Regions from separate parts of the Oryctolagus cuniculus genome. Here regions 2 and 3 are each linked to region 1. The links are chromatin contacts, called in public Hi-C and Micro-C maps. All regions are on one chromosome and are shown on one strand. The core of a region is the stretch at or near the end of the contact, and the rest is flanking DNA. Distances in the headings are between cores, read along the strand shown. Region 1 overlaps ITGA6 (integrin subunit alpha 6). Region 2 has its middle 46 kb from the start of DLX2. Region 3 has its middle 64 kb from the start of DLX2.

What was found. A called contact is a pair of places that touch in the nucleus more often than the background predicts.
Region 2: a Hi-C map of an unstated tissue shows a contact between it and region 1, with 8 times the contacts expected there. The contact joins two enhancer-like sites. A contact is called at or near these places in 4 of 6 Hi-C or Micro-C datasets (ear pinna, embryonic fibroblasts, psoas muscle and 1 more).
Region 3: a contact with region 1 is called in a Micro-C map of ear pinna, with 5 times the contacts expected there. The contact joins two enhancer-like sites. A contact is called at or near these places in 2 of 6 Hi-C or Micro-C datasets (ear pinna and skin fibroblasts).

The regions. Positions count from the first base shown.
Region 1 is chr3:68,641,082-68,644,648 of mOryCun1.1, reverse strand. All of the region lies in intron 1 of ITGA6 (integrin subunit alpha 6), which reads left to right. Among named protein-coding and RNA genes, the nearest start is that of ITGA6, 36 kb to the left of the region's middle. Within about 2 kb of position 1,993, at least 2 of the 8 cell types and tissues checked have an H3K27ac peak or open chromatin away from gene starts, as enhancers often do. A contact at or near this core is called in ear pinna, where this site is marked.
Region 2 is chr3:68,933,697-68,937,263 of mOryCun1.1, reverse strand. No RefSeq gene overlaps it. Among named protein-coding and RNA genes, the nearest start is that of DLX2, 46 kb to the left of the region's middle. Within about 2 kb of position 1,638, at least 4 of the 8 cell types and tissues checked have an H3K27ac peak or open chromatin away from gene starts, as enhancers often do.
Region 3 is chr3:68,915,845-68,919,411 of mOryCun1.1, reverse strand. No RefSeq gene overlaps it. Among named protein-coding and RNA genes, the nearest start is that of DLX2, 64 kb to the left of the region's middle. Within about 2 kb of position 1,566, at least 2 of the 8 cell types and tissues checked have an H3K27ac peak or open chromatin away from gene starts, as enhancers often do. A contact at or near this core is called in ear pinna, where this site is marked.

The DNA of each region.
Region 1 (3,567 bases), core at 744-3,243:
GTCTGGAATCTGTCAGTGTATGGAGCTTTCTTGTTTCGGTGCACAATTTGTGTAAGGTTTGCCAGGTCAACCAGGCCCATCAGCTTCTTCCAGTCCTGGGGTTTTGTTTCCTAAGAACTTTGACTTATTTGTCTAAAGCATGTATTTATTTATTTGGAATCCTGAGTGACAGAGAGAGACACACAGAGATTTCCATTTGCTGGTTCATTCCCCAAGTGGCTGCCATTACCGGGGCTGGGCCAGGCCCAAGCCAGGAGCCTGGAACTCCATCCAGGTCTCCCACGTGCTTACAGGGGCCCAAACACTTGAGCCATCCAGCGCTGCTTCCCAGGTACATTAGCAGGGATGTGGATCGGAAGTGGAGCAGCCAGGACTTGGCCCAGCAGCCATATTGAATGCTGGTATCACAGGTATGGCTTAAGCGGCTATGCCCCACAATGTGGGCTCCTAGAACTATTATTTTTATCTATTTATTTGTTAAACAGAGCAAGCTCCCACTCTCTGGCCCATTTCCCAAATTCCTGCAACAGCCAGGGTAAGGCCAAACTGAATTGTGGAACTCAGTCCAGGTCCCCGCTTGGCTGCAGGGACCTAAGTGCTTGAACCATCACTGCTGCTTCTGTGGGTGTGCATTATCAGGGAGCTGGGGTGGACAGCAGTGTCAGAACCTGAACCCAAGGGCTGGCGCTGTGGCATAGCAGGTAAAGCCACTGCCTGTGGTGCTAGCATCCCATGTGGATGCCGGTTCAAGTCCCGACTGCTCCACTTCCTATACAGCTCTCTGCTATCATCTGGGAAAACAGTAGAAGACCTGTACTCAATGGCTGGAAGACCTCTCTCTCTCTGCCTCTGCCTCTCTGTAACTCTGACTTTCAAATAAATAAATAAATCTTTAAAAAAAAAAAAAAGCACTGGGATATGGGATGTGAGCTGCTATTTTTGTTTTGTAAGCATTTATTTTATTTATTTGAAAGGCAGAGTTAGGGAGAGAGAGGGAGAGGGAGAGGGAGAGAGGGCTTCCATCTACTGGTTCACTCCCCAAAAGGCAACAAAGACCAGGGCTGGGCCAGACCCAAGCCAGGAGCCAGGAGTTTCTTCCGGGCCTCCCAGGTGGATGCAGGGGCCCAAACACTTGGGGTCATCTGCTTTCCCAGGCACATTAGCAGGGAGCTGGATCACAAGTGGTGCAGCCAGGACTCGAACCGGTGCTCATATGGAATGCTAGCATCTCAGGTGGCAGCTTTGCCCTGTATGTCATAAAGCTTACCCCTACTGCTTTTTTAAATATATGTTTATTTTCCTTTTACTTGAAAGGTAGAGAGAGAAAAAAAATTGATTGATCTTCCATCAGCCAGGGCTGGGCTAGGCCAAAACCAGGAGCCGGAGCCAGAACGCAATCTGGGTCTCTCACGTCTGTGGGTGGCAAGGCCCCAAGCACCCTACCTCCCAGGATGCATTAGCAGGAAACTCGATTGGAAGTGGAGCAGCCAGGATCCAAGGCAGGTGGGAGGCTGGTGTCCCACGTGCCACTTTAATCCACTGGACCCCAGTGCCTGTTCTGGGATGTGGGGTTGCTAAACTGCCAGGCCAATTGGCTGCCTGCCCCCTCCCCCACCAAAGTACTTTGTTATTATCATTATTATTTTAATATATATTTATTTAAAGGTAGAGAGAGATTTTTTTCATCCACTCGTTCATTCCCCAAGTGCTTGCAACAGTCGGGGCTGGGCCAGACTGAAGCCAGGAGCTCAGAACTCAATCTGATCTCCCATTTGGGTAGCAGGGACGCAAGTACTAAGGGCCAGGGTTCGTGTCTGCGGGAAGCTGGATCAGGAATAGAGAGCCGGGACAGGAACCAAGCGCTCCAGTGTGGGGTGTGGCCACTGAATCACTGCGCCAGAAGCCCCGCCCAGTATGCTTTGAAGAGGAGAGAGGCCTGGGCCCTGCCCGACTTATGCCCTGTGGCTCCTGAGCAGTGGAGTCTGCTTCCTCCTCTGTGCAGTTAGTGCGTGGCACCTCGCCCGCACTAGTTAAGGCTCCTGGGTTCAGGGCTCCGTTAGGAGGGTGGGTGGAGCGGGCCCCTCCTCCACCCCCCAGCAGCAAGGGCGCCGCCCTGCTCCCTGTGAGGCTGCATGTCAGGTCTCTGTCCTGGCGCATGCGGCTTCCTTCACGTGGAGGTGGGGGTCCTCGAGGTAGGGCCATGCCTGGCCACGTGCTCTGCTCCCTCCCGGCCATCGCTGGGCATCGTCCGGCTCCCCTGCCTGCTTTCCAAGTGCGCATGCCTCCTGTTGCACCAGCCGGGGATCCTCTGTGGGGATGAGTCCTCTCCTGCAGTCGCAGCTGGGGAGGAGCGGCTGGGGACTGCTGGGACCACGTGTGTCTACTTCACTTTTACACCTGCCAAGCGTGGGTTTCTGGGGCTAGGAGTGGCTTGTTTCCTGTGCTGGCAGTTTGTGGCTTTTGCTTATTCGTGTCCTCAGCCCCCTCCCCCAGCCCCAGCCTTGTTTCCCATCCTGTCAGCCCCGCCATTTCGGCCTGGCCAGACATGGGCGTTTCTTGTTAGTGAGGCAGCCCCCAAACATGATCAGCCTGGTTGAGTGAGGAGCCCAGCTGGAGGCAGGGCTCTTGAAAGAGCGCCCTCTGGTGTTGAAACAAACTGCAAGGATTGAGGATTTGGGTTCCCAACCTGCTTATTTAAGACAACACCGAGGGGGAGGGGGAGAGTGAGGGGGAGGGGGAGAGTGAGGGGGAGGGAAGATGCTTTGCGCCCATCACACAACTTGGGAACTGGGCTGGATGCAATGGAGGAGCTCGGATGCAAATGCCAAGATGTTAAAATTGCCTCAGAAAACCATCAAGCGGCATACCATAATATTTCTGTGTGTCAGTTATATCCCGCTAAAGCTGACACGGTGGGGAAGAATGAACTTGGAAAGAGGCCAAGGCTGCAAAAGAGGGTAATTCAGTACAGTTAGGTCTTAGGCAAAGGTCAGATCCCTTCCTCTTTTTTTTCCCAGAATAAAGCATTTTATGTTAGTTGTTTTTTAAAGACTTATTTTAAATTACATTTTTTCGTTGTAACTTGAAAGGCAGTGAGACAGAGATCTTCCATTTGCTGATTCACTCCCTAAATACCCTTGACGGCTGGAATCTGAGCAGGCAGAAGCCAGGAGCTTAGAACTCAACCGAGGTCTCCCACGTCGGTGGCAGGCAGGGACCTACGTACTCGAGCCGTCACCTGCTGCACCCCAGAGCGTGCATTAGCAGGACGCTGGAGTTGGAAGCAGACTGGGACTTGGCACAGACACTCCAGTTTAGGCGGCAGGCAGCCCCAGTGATGTCTTGGTTGCTGTGCAAAATCCCCATCCCCAAAGCTTAAGTGTGTGGCGGGAGAGAGGCTTCAAAATAGTCACAAAAAATTAATTCACATTAGCTTTTCATTTGATTTTTTTCCACAAACTTTCTGAAGCCCCTTCATATAGACCGAGGGTCTAAGATCCGGTCAGAAATGCCCTTGGGGAATCTCTCGGGGAGGCACACTGCTAGAAATGGACATTGTGTTGCCCG
Region 2 (3,567 bases), core at 389-2,888, 290 kb before region 1:
TTCCATTTGCTGGTTTACTCCCCAAATGGCCCCAAGGACAGAGGCTATGCCAGGCCAAAGGCAGGAGCCAGGAGCTTCTTCTAGGTCTCCCATGCGTCTGGCAGTGGCTCAGGGACCTGAGTCATTTTTTCTTTCCCAGGCACATTAGCAGGGAGCTGGATTGGAAGTGGAGCAGCTGGAACATGAACCAGTGCCCAAATGGGATGCTGGTGCTGCAGGCAGAGGCTTAGCCTACTATGCCACAGCATATTTTCAAGTGGGCTCCAATTTCCCCAAACCCAGTCTGTGTCTTCAGGGAATTTTCCTTTGTAAAATGTGAGCTCACTGCATACGTGGTTGCCTGATATTCAGGTTACATGGCTGGGGGCTGGGCTTTGGCATAGTGGGTAAAGCCACCACCTGCAGTGCCAGCATCCCATATGGGCACCAGTGCATGTCCTGGCTGCTCCACTTCTGATCCAGCTCTCTGCTATGGCCTAGGAAAGCAGTAGAAAATGGCCCAAGTCCTTGGGTCCCAGTACCCATGTGCAAGACCCAGAAGAAGCTCCTGACTCCTGGCTTTAGATCGGCACAGCTCTGGCCGTTGTGGCCAACTGGAAAGTGAACCAGCAGATGGAAGACCTCTCTCTCTCTGCCTCTCCTTCTCTCTGTGTAACTCTGATTTTCAAATAAGTAAATAAATCTTTTTTTTTTTTTTAAGTTACATGTCTGTTTAAGATTTTATTTGAAAGGCATAGTGACAGGGAGAGACACACAGAGAGAACAAGATCTTCCATTCGCTGGTTCACTCTCCAAATGGCTGCAACAGCCAGGGCTGGGCCAGGGTGAAGCCAGGAGCCAGGAGCTCCTCTGGGTCTCCTGTATGGGTGGCAGGGGCCCTAGCAATTAGAACTCAACAGAGTTGGATGTGGCATGCCAGCAAGCCAAGGAAGGGGTGGTTTAACCCACTGCACCACCACGTGAGCCCACAGGTTATGTGGGTTTACTGTGGCCTCAAACTAATGTGCTAGGGGATTCCTTGAGAAACGGAGACCGGTGGTTCAAGGGCTCAGCATAATGAACGGTTACTTGGTGTTCAGGAATCCACTCAGGAGGCCAGTAAAATAGGGGAGTGTGGCTGCTGTGACTTGCCCCATGCTCCTAACCTCTGCAGGCTTTGTCTTTCCCCCTGTTCCTGTCACAGGTGAGGAGGGCTGGGCTTCAGTTCAGGGAGGTTGAGGGTCTGCTAGACAGGATGACGTGCAGATCCCGATCACAGCGGCCTGTGGTGAGAGCCGAGCCACAATCCCAGGGCAGCGGGCGGGCAGACAGGGCAGGCAGGCGCGGCCATTCCGCGGAGCCTGCCTCTACAACTGGCATCTATAGGCTTTACTCGGTTGGTACCCTTCTTCTTCAGCCAGAAACGTACAGCTCCTTTCTGGGACTGTAGCAAGGACCAGATGGCTGGGATTCTGAATCCCTCAACCACAAAGCTCCAGCACACTCATTTTCACCTGGATGAGCGTGGAGTAGCAAGGGCCGCCAGGTTTAGCAGCGTGGTCTCAGGGCACGCTGGAGGCAGGAGACTGCCCCGGCACGCACCTCTCCTGCAGCGCGGTGGCCGGGCAGGAGGCGGCGACTCTGCGGGGCCGGGTGCCGGCCTGCGGCCGCGCAGTTTCCCCGCGGCCCGCTGGGTCGCACTGTGGCCTTACGAATGCGCGCGGGGCGGAGCAGGGGCCGGCAGGCCGACCGAGGGCCATCTGCAGCTTTGCACCTGCCGGGCGGGCCCGCGCCACCCTGGGGGCAGGGAGCGAGTTCCGCGACTGAGCTCCCGGCCGCCCCTGGAGGAGAGAGGGCGTGCGTGCGGAGAGTGCTCCTGCCAAGCCTTCCTTGCCTCGTTTTTATTTTCTTTATATCTGCTCGACGTTGTACATTTCCTTCCACTGATTTCCCCCCGTCCTGCCTTTCTTCTTCCCCCAGAGTTTGACTCGCTCTTTGCTTGGGTGGGATGTGGGGACTCCTCCTGATACCGAAGCTCAAGGCGCCAGGGAATCCTCGCCCACTCCCCCCCCCCCCCCCCTGTCTTAAATGTTGACTTCATGTCTATTTTAAGCATTAGCAGGCCTTCCAAATGGAAAAATAATCCCTGCCCTTCTCTCCTGATTTCAGAGCGGGCAGATACTGCGAATACTTTGTTGTGATTCCTTACGGAACACAAGGACACAGCTACCTCCTAACATGCTGGGCGCACATCCCAGCTGCGTGGATGGGGCCGCCCCTGTCCCTTATCCTGTGTCCTGGACATGGTCGCAGGGCGGTGCGTGAGGATCCACGCGTTCCTTCAGAGTGACCGCCGGGCGTTCTGCTGTGCCAGCCCCTCCAGGTTATCACATCAGGTGTGTAGGGTACTGAGGTCACTTCCAGCCCTTTGATGTTAGAAGCAGTTCTGCACTGAGTATCTGCTGTGTGCATTTTGGATTACCTATGCAGCTGGGTCTACAGGGTGAATTTCTGGAGGTAGAATTGTCCCTTTGAAGATTATTTGCAGTTTTTTATTTTTCTAGATCTTGCCAATTAACCCTGAAAAGGTGGCCTCCATTCTCAGTCGTATTAACGACCGCAGGCCATTGCCCATCCTGATAACACTGAGGTATTTGTCCAGGAAGAGGTTAACAAATGAGATCTGCCTGAGCTAATTTGCAACTTTTAAGTTTTGAGTGAATTCTTTTTCACGTGAGTAAAAGCTGTTTGAATTCTAGGACTGGATGGTTTATGTGCTTTGCCTATTTCTACTGGATTGCTGGCATTTTCTCGTGAATCGCAATGCTCCCCACCCCCACCAAAGATTTGACATATTTATCAGCGAACCGACCCCCTGGTCACAGCCCCAGTCAAGCATGTCCAGCTGTGCAGACAGTGGCGACAGCTCCAGCTGGATGTGGTTAAGAAGACAGTGGCCTGATGCAGCGTATGTGTGTGTGCCATCCGTCTCCAGTCCAGTTCCTTGTAGAGCCAGCGTGGTCCTTCTCCAGTGTCTCCTCTTTGAGTTACACCTGATTCTATGACTGGTTTTCATCCAAATCCATGGGGGGCACGGAGTGACCGTGTGTTTGGGCCAGGAATCTCTTGGTTCTGAAAGTCTTGTGAGAAGACACGGTGAGGGTCAGGTGCACTCCGCACGATGGTGGGGAAAGAGGAGAAAGGCAAATGCTTGTTAAATATTGAAGAAATTAGGCCTTTGACTATCTACTCCGTCTTTTGACTTTGTGTGTGGTAGTTATCATTCTTCAATTCTAAATGTTGATGGAGTCACTTTTATGAGTGTTCTGTTTGATAGCTGCTGGGTTTTCTGTTTGTCTGGAACGAATTTCCTACCCAAATATTACATCCAAATGCTCCCAGGTTTTTGTCTAGCAATTTCTAAAGAGACCTGGGTCTCACAAAATGTTTACTGTATGCTAGTGCATGGAGGAGGGCATATTATTTTTTCCATGGGAAAAATATATGATTTGATGTCAAGCAGTTTTGTTTTTTCAAATAACATTTCTCCCTTACTTACAAAGATTAGCTTTATTGTGAGAAATTTGG
Region 3 (3,567 bases), core at 317-2,816, 280 kb before region 1:
CAGGACACTCACACCACTCCTCCTGGGCGAGGCCAGCTCCCTGAAGCACTGCCTGGCTTCTGTGGCTCAGCTGCTGGGCGTGGATGTCTCTGGAATGTGCTGCTCCCACTGCTTAGCACGTGTGTGTAGGACTACCTGTGTGTCTGCACCTACAGTGATGGCTAAAGTAGCTCTAATGGTAGCCCAGGGCTCTCTGGTCCACACAGCCTCCCAACATCTTCTTTGTCTAATTTAGGGCCCCTTGGAAGCATCTCCACTGTATACTGCTCTTCTCTCCTGTATGTGGCTTGGGTTTCTCACTCTGAGCCCATCTGTCTATGTCTTTCAGGATGGCCACAGAGGTTGCCTTTCTTTGTACACCTTTACTGTTAAAAAAATTTTTTTTTTGCTTGTTTATTTGTTTGAAAGGCAGAGGAACAAACTGAGGGAGAGAGAGAAACAGACAGGGAGACTGATCTATCTGCTGATTCACTCCATAATGGCCACAGCAGTCAGGTTTGGGCCAGGCTGAAGCCAGGCGCTGGGAACGCCATAGAGGTCTCCTACATGGGTGGCAGGGGTCCAGGCACTTGGGCCATCTTGTGCTGCTTTCCCAGAGATACTAGCAGGGAGCTGGGTCAGAAATGTAGCATCTGGGACTCGAACCAGCACCCTGGTGTCTGAAGCAGCAGCTTAACCAGCTGTGCCACAGTGTCAGTCCCTCACCTTCACTGTTTCTGATTTATTTATTTAGAAATGATTTCTCGGGCCAGCACTGTGGCATAGAGGGTAAAGCCACCACCTACAATGCCAACATCCTGGATGGGCGCCAGTTCATGCCCCAGCTGCTCTACTTCCAATCCAGCTCCCTGCTAATGCACCTAAGAAAGCAGTGGAGGATGGCCCAAGTCTTTGGTCTCCTATACCCATGTGGGAGACCTGGATGAAGCTCCTGGTCCCTGGCCTCAGACAGGCCCAGCTCTGGCGATTGTGGCCATTTGGGGAGTGAACCAATGTGTGGAAGATCTCTCTCTCTCTCTCTCTCTCTCTCTCTCTCTCTCTCTAACTCTGCCTTTCAAATAAATAAGTAAATCTTTTAAAAAATTAGTTCTGTTACTTCTAATGGGATGGGGGAGGTTAGGCTGCTGCGTGTATTCTGTCTTCTCAGTTGTCTTTTGGGAAGTCATTTAGGATTTCCCTGTTTATGTAGGATTTAGAAAAACCACCAACTGATAACCAGAGCAGGAAGAAGCTCAATATTTGCCCTCGATATCTTTGCAAATGTTGGGATTCAAACCTGAATACAGAGAACACCTGCCTGTGGTCCATCGCCTGGAGTAAAATCCAGTCTCACACGGCCCCTCCTCGCTGAGGACAACTTTCTCTTAGAAGTTTTTCTTCAGGCTCCAGGCAGCTCTGTGGCTGGAGGACTGCTCAGGTTAGGGCCCTAGCCTGAGACAGCACCTCCTTGGCTGGGGGCAGTGTTTGAAAGCTTTGCAATTTCAGGGAGCGGTCTAGGTGGGGTCATGTTCCAACTACACCGCGCCTAACATTTTCCATGCATTCGCTGTGCGGATGGCTCCTGAGGCTGCCTGCAGTTCCCAGGGGTAGCCCAGGCCAGCAGAGCTGCCCTGCTGAGAAAGCCCTGACTCACCCAGCAGCCTCGGGCTGTGGTTTGCTCAGCTTTGTTTCTAGACCTCTGGGGCTGGCATTTCTGCGAAATCCTTCAAGTTCATTCCTGTTCCCTGGGCTCATCCCTTTACAAGTACTGGCTTGCCTTGCATGCCTAAAATGACGGAAGGACGCCGACCCCACAGGACAACTTGTCTGGGACTGTTTGCTGTGGGATCGCCCTGCATTCGTGTGTTGTCAGAGCCACATTTGTGCAATATTGTCATGAAGAGACTTTGTGGTTCTCTGTCTCATTTCCCCTGAGGACCTGAACATCAAATCTGCCATCTTGTGATTGTCCTATCTGGTATAAATGTTCCTCAGGCTTTTAATCTTGTCATAGAACAGAAGCACTCTGTATCCTGAGCCTAGGTAGAAATGTGGACTTTTATGGTGACTTGGGTGTAGATCTACGTACAAGCATTATGGGGTGAGGGTGAAGTGACAAGGCACAGAATTTAATGGGGGGGGGCACAAAACAAACTCAGTAATTGAGATGAATATTATTGTTATGCAGTAAAAATTAACAGCAAAATCTACAGTGAGCAAAATGTCAACAGTGTCTTCTTGCTGTCCCTGTTGGGGCGTGGCAGTCTGCCTTCTTAGAGTCAGGGCCACCTCCGGCTGTAGGAAGGTAGGACCCAGTGACTGCGCCTGAGGCAGGAGGACACTCTCCCTGGGTCCTTGCTGCTGCCATTGCACCCATGGGGCGCACAGATGTCCTGTCTTTCAGGGTTCGGTGCACTGAGCCTTCCCTGGATAGGTGAGAAGTAATTCAGTGACTCCCCTTTTCCTTCCATGGGGCACAGGTGAGTGGGTGTGGCCTCCACGGGCATCTGTGCCTGTGTCCATATTCTGTAGGGCTGGGTTTCCATGCAAAGAGGCCCTGCATGGTCTCTGAATCTGCAGCTAGAGGGTGAGTCTCGCATCGGATAAATTCATGGTCTCATCCAGGTTTATAAGAGTCCCAAGCTTGTCTCCCTTTGGGGGTCATCCTTTGGAAAAAACACAAATATGCAAGCAGGGGATGAAATGGAGGACTTTAGGAGAGGCCCCTTGCTAGCCAAGGGCCCTTGAGTTTCGTCAGCATCGTGGTGGAGTTGTCTCCAGTCTCCCCTTCATATTGCATTTTGCTTCTGCCCGTGCAGGAGCTCTCTCCGCAGTTGGCAGCAATAGCTGCCGCTAGACTTCAGGGCTGTGCCTTGTCTTTCAGCTCCACCCTTTCAGAAGCACCAGGTTTTCTCCTTTATGATACAGCGAAGTACTTGGGAATTAGTTCAAACTGGCTGAACTTGTATCCTGGCACTACCAACTAGTTGAGTGACTTGGTGAAATTAATTAGTCTTTTTGTCTTTCTTCCCTCTTCTGTCCTTACCTCATTGGGTTTTGTTGGGGGAAGGGGTGTGTGTGTGTGTGTGTGTGTGTGCGTGCGCGCGCACGCTTAGCACAAAGCCCGACACAGAGGAGGCCTTCAGTAAATAGTATTTCAGCCTGGATGGTTGGTTCAGAGCAACAGAAACTTAGTCTGGCTACCTTAAATGGAAAGGAACTTACTGGGAGAAAGCGGGATCGTTCACAGACTTGGTGGTGTTTGAAAAGCAGGCGGTGAGAACTGGGAGGTGCTAAGGGAGATGAGGCAGCAGGAACAACCTGACCAGGACATTCTGGCGCTGCTGGGCCCAGATCCCGCTGCTGATCCCGCTGCTGATCCCGCTGCAACCCTCACCCACCCATCCCCTCTTCCTGGGACCTCCTATTTCCTATCGGGAATTGCTGGAAATTCTAACAGGTGGAGCCCACAGTTAGGAAGCAGTGGGTCTGTCTACTTTAGCTTCTGTCTTAGAAGTTGGAGTCTCTTACAGTGGAAGCTTCCACCCAAACCGGATGAGGATTAGAACTTCGGGGAACATAGATCTC